2 separate regions of the Mus musculus genome follow, and region 2 is linked to region 1. Evidence: chromatin contacts called from public Hi-C data. All regions are on one chromosome and are shown on one strand. The core of a region is the stretch at or near the end of the contact, and the rest is flanking DNA. Distances in the headings are between cores, read along the strand shown. Region 1 overlaps Dtnb (dystrobrevin, beta). Region 2 overlaps Dnmt3a (DNA methyltransferase 3A).

Region 1 (3,126 bases), core at 577-3,076:
AGCTGCCACACTGTAGTCCACAAGTGGAAGCCAGCCGATGGGACACTATCTGGGATTGACCTTCTTATTTTTAAATCATTAAAGATAATTTGGAGGAGGTAGTCTGTATACACATGTACATGTTTATGAAGGCAAGACTTCAGACCCAGTATGTTTTTTGTTTGTTTGTTTGTTTTGTTTTTATTGTTTGTTTTTTTGAGACAGGGTTTCTCTGTGTAGCCCTGGCTGTCCTGGAACTCACTCTGTAGACCAGGCTGGCCTCGAACTCAGAAATCCGCCTGCCTCTGCCTCCCGAGTGCTGGGATTAAAGCCGTGCGCCACCACGCCCGGCCAGGTATGTGTTTTTAATTATTCGCTACCTTATTCTTTTTTTTTTAAAAAAAGATGTATTTATTTATTTATGTATTTATTATAAGTACACTGTAGCTGTCTTCAGACACACCAGAAGAGGGCATCAGATCTCATTACAGATGGTTGTGAGCCACCATGTGGTTGCTGGGATTTGAACTCAGGACCCAGGAAGAGCAATCAGTGCTCTTAACTGCTGAGCCATCTCTCCAGCCCTACCTTATTCTTTTTTATTACATTTTATGTATTTTGTGTGTTCACATGAGAGTAAACTTTGTGAGAGCTGATTGTCTCTGCTGTGTGGGCACTGGCTATCGAACAGGTCGTCAAGCTTGGCAGCAGGTATCCTCCCCACTGAAGCCTCTCCCCAGCCTTCTACCTTATTTTTTGAGACAAGGTTGCTCACAGAACCTGGAACATGCTAATTTAACCAAAAGCTTTAGGGATCCTCCTGTCTCTCTGCCTCTCAGACATTGCAGCCGTGCACCACTCACCGCTCATGGCTGTTTACATTGATTCAGCAGCTATTGTGCCAACTGAGCCATCTCGTCAGCCCATAACAGTAAGTTGTAATTTATCTTTAGATTAATTTAATTCAAAAAATTAAATGGTATTAAATTATTTATAAAATAAAGATAAGATTTATTAAAAAGAATAACAAGCCATAGAAAGTAGATCATGTCTGTAATATAAGCACTGTGGAGCCTAAGTCAGGAGGATTGCTCAGTGACTGAAACCATTCTTAGCGAGGTGGGTTATATGAGGCATGCAGACACGCAGAGGTCAGGCTGATGTTGGGTGTCTTCCTCAGCTGCTCCCCACTCTGTTTCTGCGGAGGCAAGGTCTCTTGCTGAACCAGGAACTTTGCAATTCTGGTTGCTTAGCTTGCTAGCTTATTCCAGGGATCCACTGTCTTCACCTTCCAAACACTGGGATTACAGGTGAACCGTCATATATCCCCTGGTTTTCATGTGAGTTCTGGGCTTTTAACTCTAATCCTCATGCTTATATAGCAAGTATTTTACTTTCTTTTTCTTTTTTTGTTGTCTTTTTGTTTTGGGGGTTTTATTTATTTATTTATTTATTTATTTATTTAATTTTTTGGCAAGTATTTTTCATAACCAGCCATCTCCCTAGCCCCATGAATTTCCTGAGCCTCTAATCATACAGTCTTTACTTGTCCAGCACTGGGATTGTAGGCATAGACTACTGTACCTAGTTTATGTAGTGCTGGGAATCAAACCTAGTACATCATCTATCCTAGGCAAGTACTCAGCAACACAACTGTGTCCCCTGTCTGTCTGTCTGCCTGCCTGCCTGTCTGTCTCTGTCTTTCTCTCTCCCTCCCTCTCTCTCCCTCCACCCCTCTCTTTGAGCTCATTGGTCTGTCTGTCTTTTTGTCCATCCCCAGCACTGGGGTTACAGAAGTGCTGTCTGTCATGCTCAGCTTTTACATGAGGGGTGGGAGTCAGCACCAAGTTCCTCATGCTTGCAAAGCAAGAACTTTGCCAACTAAGTCATTTCCCCAGTTCTCTCTTTCTCTTCTTCCTCCTTTTTTAATTAGGTTAAAGACACATAAAATTGGGCTAGGGAGATGGCTGAGTGGTTAAGAGACTGGTTGTTCTTCAGAAAACCTGAGTTTAATTCCCAGCACATACATGATACCTCATGACTGTCTCTCTCAGGGGATCCAAAGCAGTCTTATGGTCTCTGAGTCCTCCACAACCATAGTACACAGACATACATATAGGCAAACACCCATACACATAAAATAAGATAAAAATGTTTAAGAAACACATAAAGTTATCTTAACAAATTTGAAGTATATGCATCATAAACATACCATAAAATTTGCTCATTGTGGCAAATTACATTACTTTTACTAAATTTATAGCATTTTTAACCATCACTACCATCTGGTTGCAGATATTTTCATCATCCAAAGAAGTGTCTGTCTTTTTTATAAATTGGCACTCACAGATCCAGCCCTGTCTTTGTTACTTTTCTATTGCTGCAAAGATATACCACAATCAAGGAAACTTATAGAAGAAATAGCTTACTATGGTTTGCAATTCATGAGGATTAGGGACCATACCATTGTGGCAGAAGGCAGACAAAGAAGGAAGAAGGCTGGAGCCTTAGCTGAGAGCTCACACCTCATATGTGAACACAGCAGATAGAGGCAGAGGCTAACTGGGCTGTGAGACCAAGTGGCACACCTTCTCCAGGAAGGTCACATCTCTTACTCCTTTCTCAACAGTTCCACCATCTGGGAACCAAGCATTCAGACATATGAGTCTATGGTGCCGTTCTCATTCAAACCACGGCAAGCCGTAAGACAACCTCCAGTCTGCAGGAGTTCCTCTTACCATGAAGAGTACATCTAAGTCCCCAGTGGGTTTGAGAAACTGCAGATTATACTAAAGCACTTGAATGTATGTGTGCCTGTGCATGCATGTGTTTATGTATGTATATGTATATGTGAATATACATTTAACATGTATGTTTGTGTGTACTTAGGGACTAAGAAGATAGCTCAGTGGGTAAAACGCTTGCTGACAAGCCTGAAAACTGGGATTGGATTCTCAGATCCCATATAAAAACCTCCAGACAGTAGTAGTAGTAGTAGTATCTCTAGTCCCAGAATACCCTAACCAAGAGACAGGTGGAGACATGGCTGGAAGATTGTGGGCCAGCTAGCTTAATACATGCTGCAGTGCTCCTCTGTACATCATCTCCTGAGTTCTAGAGATAAAGTTCAGGTTGCCAAGTTTGTAG
Region 2 (3,090 bases), core at 364-2,863, 150 kb after region 1:
AGCCTGTCTCAGCTGCCTGTCGGGTTCCAGGCTGGCTCAGGCACTTGGGAGCCTGTTTCAAAACCCAACAACAAAAAAGCATATGTGGAAATCCTTTGCTGATTTTGCTGTATTGTACAAATGTGAGCAATTATTGGCATAGCCCAGCTTGTCAGAAGGCAAAGATGTGTGTGACTTAAAATAATCCATCCAGTGAGCTGTGCTAAAATGTAGGTCAAATCATAGCCTCAGAATTTTAGAGTGAGGCTGGTGGGAACCACTTAACCTAACAGCCCACCCTAGCTGAAGGTTCCCCAAAGCTGTAAAGACTTCCAGAAAAGGAAAGTGACAATTCCATTTAAGGTGTAGATGATCTGTTTAAGGTTGGGGGTTGAGCAGATCCCTGACACTTGAGACGTGCAGCCTGGAGGACCACAAACTCATGGACACTCTGAGTTATACAGTGAGAGCCTCCCTCAACACACAATGCAAAACAAAACAGGTGTGCTGGCTCATGCCTATTAGCGCACTGAGGAGGGAGACTATTGTACTTTGAGGCCAGCTTAGGCTACATAATAAGTTTTAGACCAGGCTGGGCTCAACCTGTTTGTGACTGTGGAGACATAGAGATCTATGTGCCTTTGTGCCCTGTGCGCTGTAGGTTTGTATGTGAGTCTCTTTTGTGCATGTGGACTCTATTCTTTTTTGTTTGTTTGTTTGTTTCGAGACAGGGTTTCTCTGTGTAGCCCTGGCTGTCCTGGAACTCACTCTGTAGACCAGGCTGACCTCAAACTCAGAAATCCGCCTGCCTCTGCCTCCCGAGTGCTGGGATTAAAGGCATGCGCCACCACGCCTGGCGTGGACTCTACTCTTTACTGAGTATCTGCTATGTGACTGTCACTCATCTAAGGGTTGCCCAGTATCTGTCAGGCTAGGCTTTTTTTTCCTTTTCTTTTCTCTTCTTTTCTTTTCTTCTCTTCTCTTTTCTTTTCTTTTCTTTTCTTTTCTTTTCTTTTCTGTTGTTGGTTTTTAGAACAGAAACTCAAGTACTCTAGGCTGGCCTAGAAATTCTGACCCTCCTGCCTTCACCTCTCGAGAAGTCCCTGCTGGCCAAGCACATTAGTGCACCGGCACTGGGAGGCAGGAGGATTGCAAGTCTGAGGTCAGCCTCAAATTCATGGGGAGACTCTGCCTCCAAAATGAAAAACAGCAGCTCTGGTTACTCGATTCAAAGAGCTCATAGCATTGCAGGGGTGGGTGGCTGTCAGGACCTATCCGTTCAGTCTAGGTAGGGAAAGCAAGCCCGGGAAGCCTTCAGGGAAGGTGGGTTAGGCAGGAGGAGTAGCTGTGCCTGGGGAAGCAGCTGCTTTTGCACCCGCTGCCTATGTTGGGGCCCTGGGATAGAAAGGAAACACAGGCAGTTCAGCAAGAGCCCAGGGACCTTTACAAAGACTAGGAGTTGGGCTTGATCCTCCAGGTCCCTGGGGTCCCCCTCAGAGAGGGTTAAAGCTCTGTAGAATGACATAGTCCACCTTGCAATTTGGAAAAGTCTGCCGCCCCAGCATCCACATAGCTCACCATAGCAACGGCGGTAGCCAGATGTTGGGATCTGTCTGCTTGTGAGTGATGGCTGCACATGGAGGAGAGAGAGCTGGGATTTGCTGGAGGCCAGGAGGGGGCCTCTGCTGGCGGGCTGGGAATGCTGGCCCCTGTGAAACATTCTAGTATGGAGGCAGGAGGAAGTAAGCCGTTCCCCAGTGACTGTCACTGTTCCCAGCTTCCTCTATCGCCTTACTTAGTTCTCAAGCTCCAGCTGTGGAGCAAGCATGATTTCCATCTTATGGATAAGGAATGCAGGCTGCAGAGAGGCTAAGTTCAAGGTGACTAGTAAACAGTGTAAGTTCCTGCTCAGCCCAGCCCTGCTCTTTGCAAAACCCGTCTATAATTTCTGCCCCCCCCCACTCCTGCTACAGTTCTTGAGGGGCTAATTGAGACTCCTCCCTCTCCCCCCCTCATCTCCCCCTCCCACTCCGTCTCCCCCTCTCCCCCCCTCATCTCCCCTTCCCTTTTGTCTCCCCCTCCCCTCGGATGAGGAGGCCAATCTGGGCTCAAATCTGTTCCCACTAAATGTGCTGCTGTTTCCAGCTGCTCCGGTTACTACAGCACAGGTTCTTGCATTTCAGTATTAGCTGACATTCGACGACATCGGTGCTGCTTGCAGATTTGAGAAGCATAGCCCACATTCCTTTGCTTAACCCGTCTTAGGCACTGACAGGCCCCTGACAGATGCAAGAATAAACCTCTTGATAGACCTTCCTGGAGTCACTGAGGGCATGGCCCAGACCATCTGTCCACCCAATCAGTGTATCAGTTCCCTGCCCAGTGGTACGAACAGCCCACAGGCAGGCTCAGAGCAGAAAGCATACCCTCCATTTTAGAATGCTATATTGATAACTTGCTTTCCACAAAGCTGTACTGAGCTTCATGGGAAGGTGGGAGCCAAACCTAGATATGGGTCCAGCAGAGTAGGAGGTCTGTTCTGTGCACATCGTGCTTCCTGCTGGGATTGGGGCCCAGGCCTGGTGCTCTTCAAGTGCTGGTAAGGTGGCTGCTTCCTCCTAGGCTGGACTAGTTTGGATTGAAGCCAGCAGGGACAAAGTGTGCTGACTGTGTGTAGCATGCCTGGATAGCTTGTATGAGGTAAAGCACGTGAGCAGCACATGGAGGGACCATGTGACATAGGGTTTTCACACGGAGGGACCACGTGGCATACGGTTTGCTGTTAAAGACCCTAGAGGCCTTTCCCATGGGGTCATGAGAACAGGTGTTTGTCTGTACCAGAAGGTCAAGTGTCTTTGGTTTGGTTTGATTTCTGATTTTGCTTGTTTTTGTAGTAGCCAAAGATGGTTTTGAACTCTCCAAAAGGCAAGGATAACCTTAAATGTATAACCTTCCACATCTGCCTCTCCAGTTCAGGCATTGCAGGCATAGATTGCCATACCTGGCGTATGCAGCTGGGGACCCAGGCCTCAGTTCCAAGCACACTAGGCAAGCAGTCTACCAATCTAGCCAAAATGGCTTTGGTTTTTTGTCATTGCTGTATGGTGGCCA

The links. A called contact is a pair of places that touch in the nucleus more often than the background predicts.
Region 2: a contact with region 1 is called in a Hi-C map of bone marrow-derived macrophages, with 2.0 times the contacts expected there. The contact joins two enhancer-like sites. A contact is called at or near these places in 11 of 39 promoter capture datasets (the 3T3-L1 cell line, 3T3-L1-derived adipocytes, the C10 cell line and 5 more), 13 of 484 Hi-C or Micro-C datasets (B cells, CD4 T cells, Th17 cells and 9 more), 6 of 115 datasets of contacts at active chromatin or transcription factors (Th17 cells, astrocytes, embryonic stem cells and 3 more) and 3 of 9 other capture datasets (adipose tissue, liver and pancreatic islet).

What each region holds. Positions count from the first base shown.
Region 1 is chr12:3,696,400-3,699,525 of GRCm38.p6, forward strand. The region is part of intron 9 of Dtnb (dystrobrevin, beta); the gene reads left to right. Among named protein-coding and RNA genes, the nearest start is that of Dnmt3a, 110 kb to the right of the region's middle. Within about 2 kb of position 1,827, at least 9 of the 459 cell types and tissues checked have an H3K27ac peak or open chromatin away from gene starts, as enhancers often do. A contact at or near this core is called in bone marrow-derived macrophages, where this site is marked.
Region 2 is chr12:3,841,883-3,844,972 of GRCm38.p6, forward strand. The region is part of intron 2 of Dnmt3a (DNA methyltransferase 3A); the gene reads left to right. Among named protein-coding and RNA genes, the nearest start is that of Dnmt3aos, 19 kb to the right of the region's middle. Within about 2 kb of position 1,614, at least 26 of the 459 cell types and tissues checked have an H3K27ac peak or open chromatin away from gene starts, as enhancers often do. A contact at or near this core is called in bone marrow-derived macrophages, where this site is marked.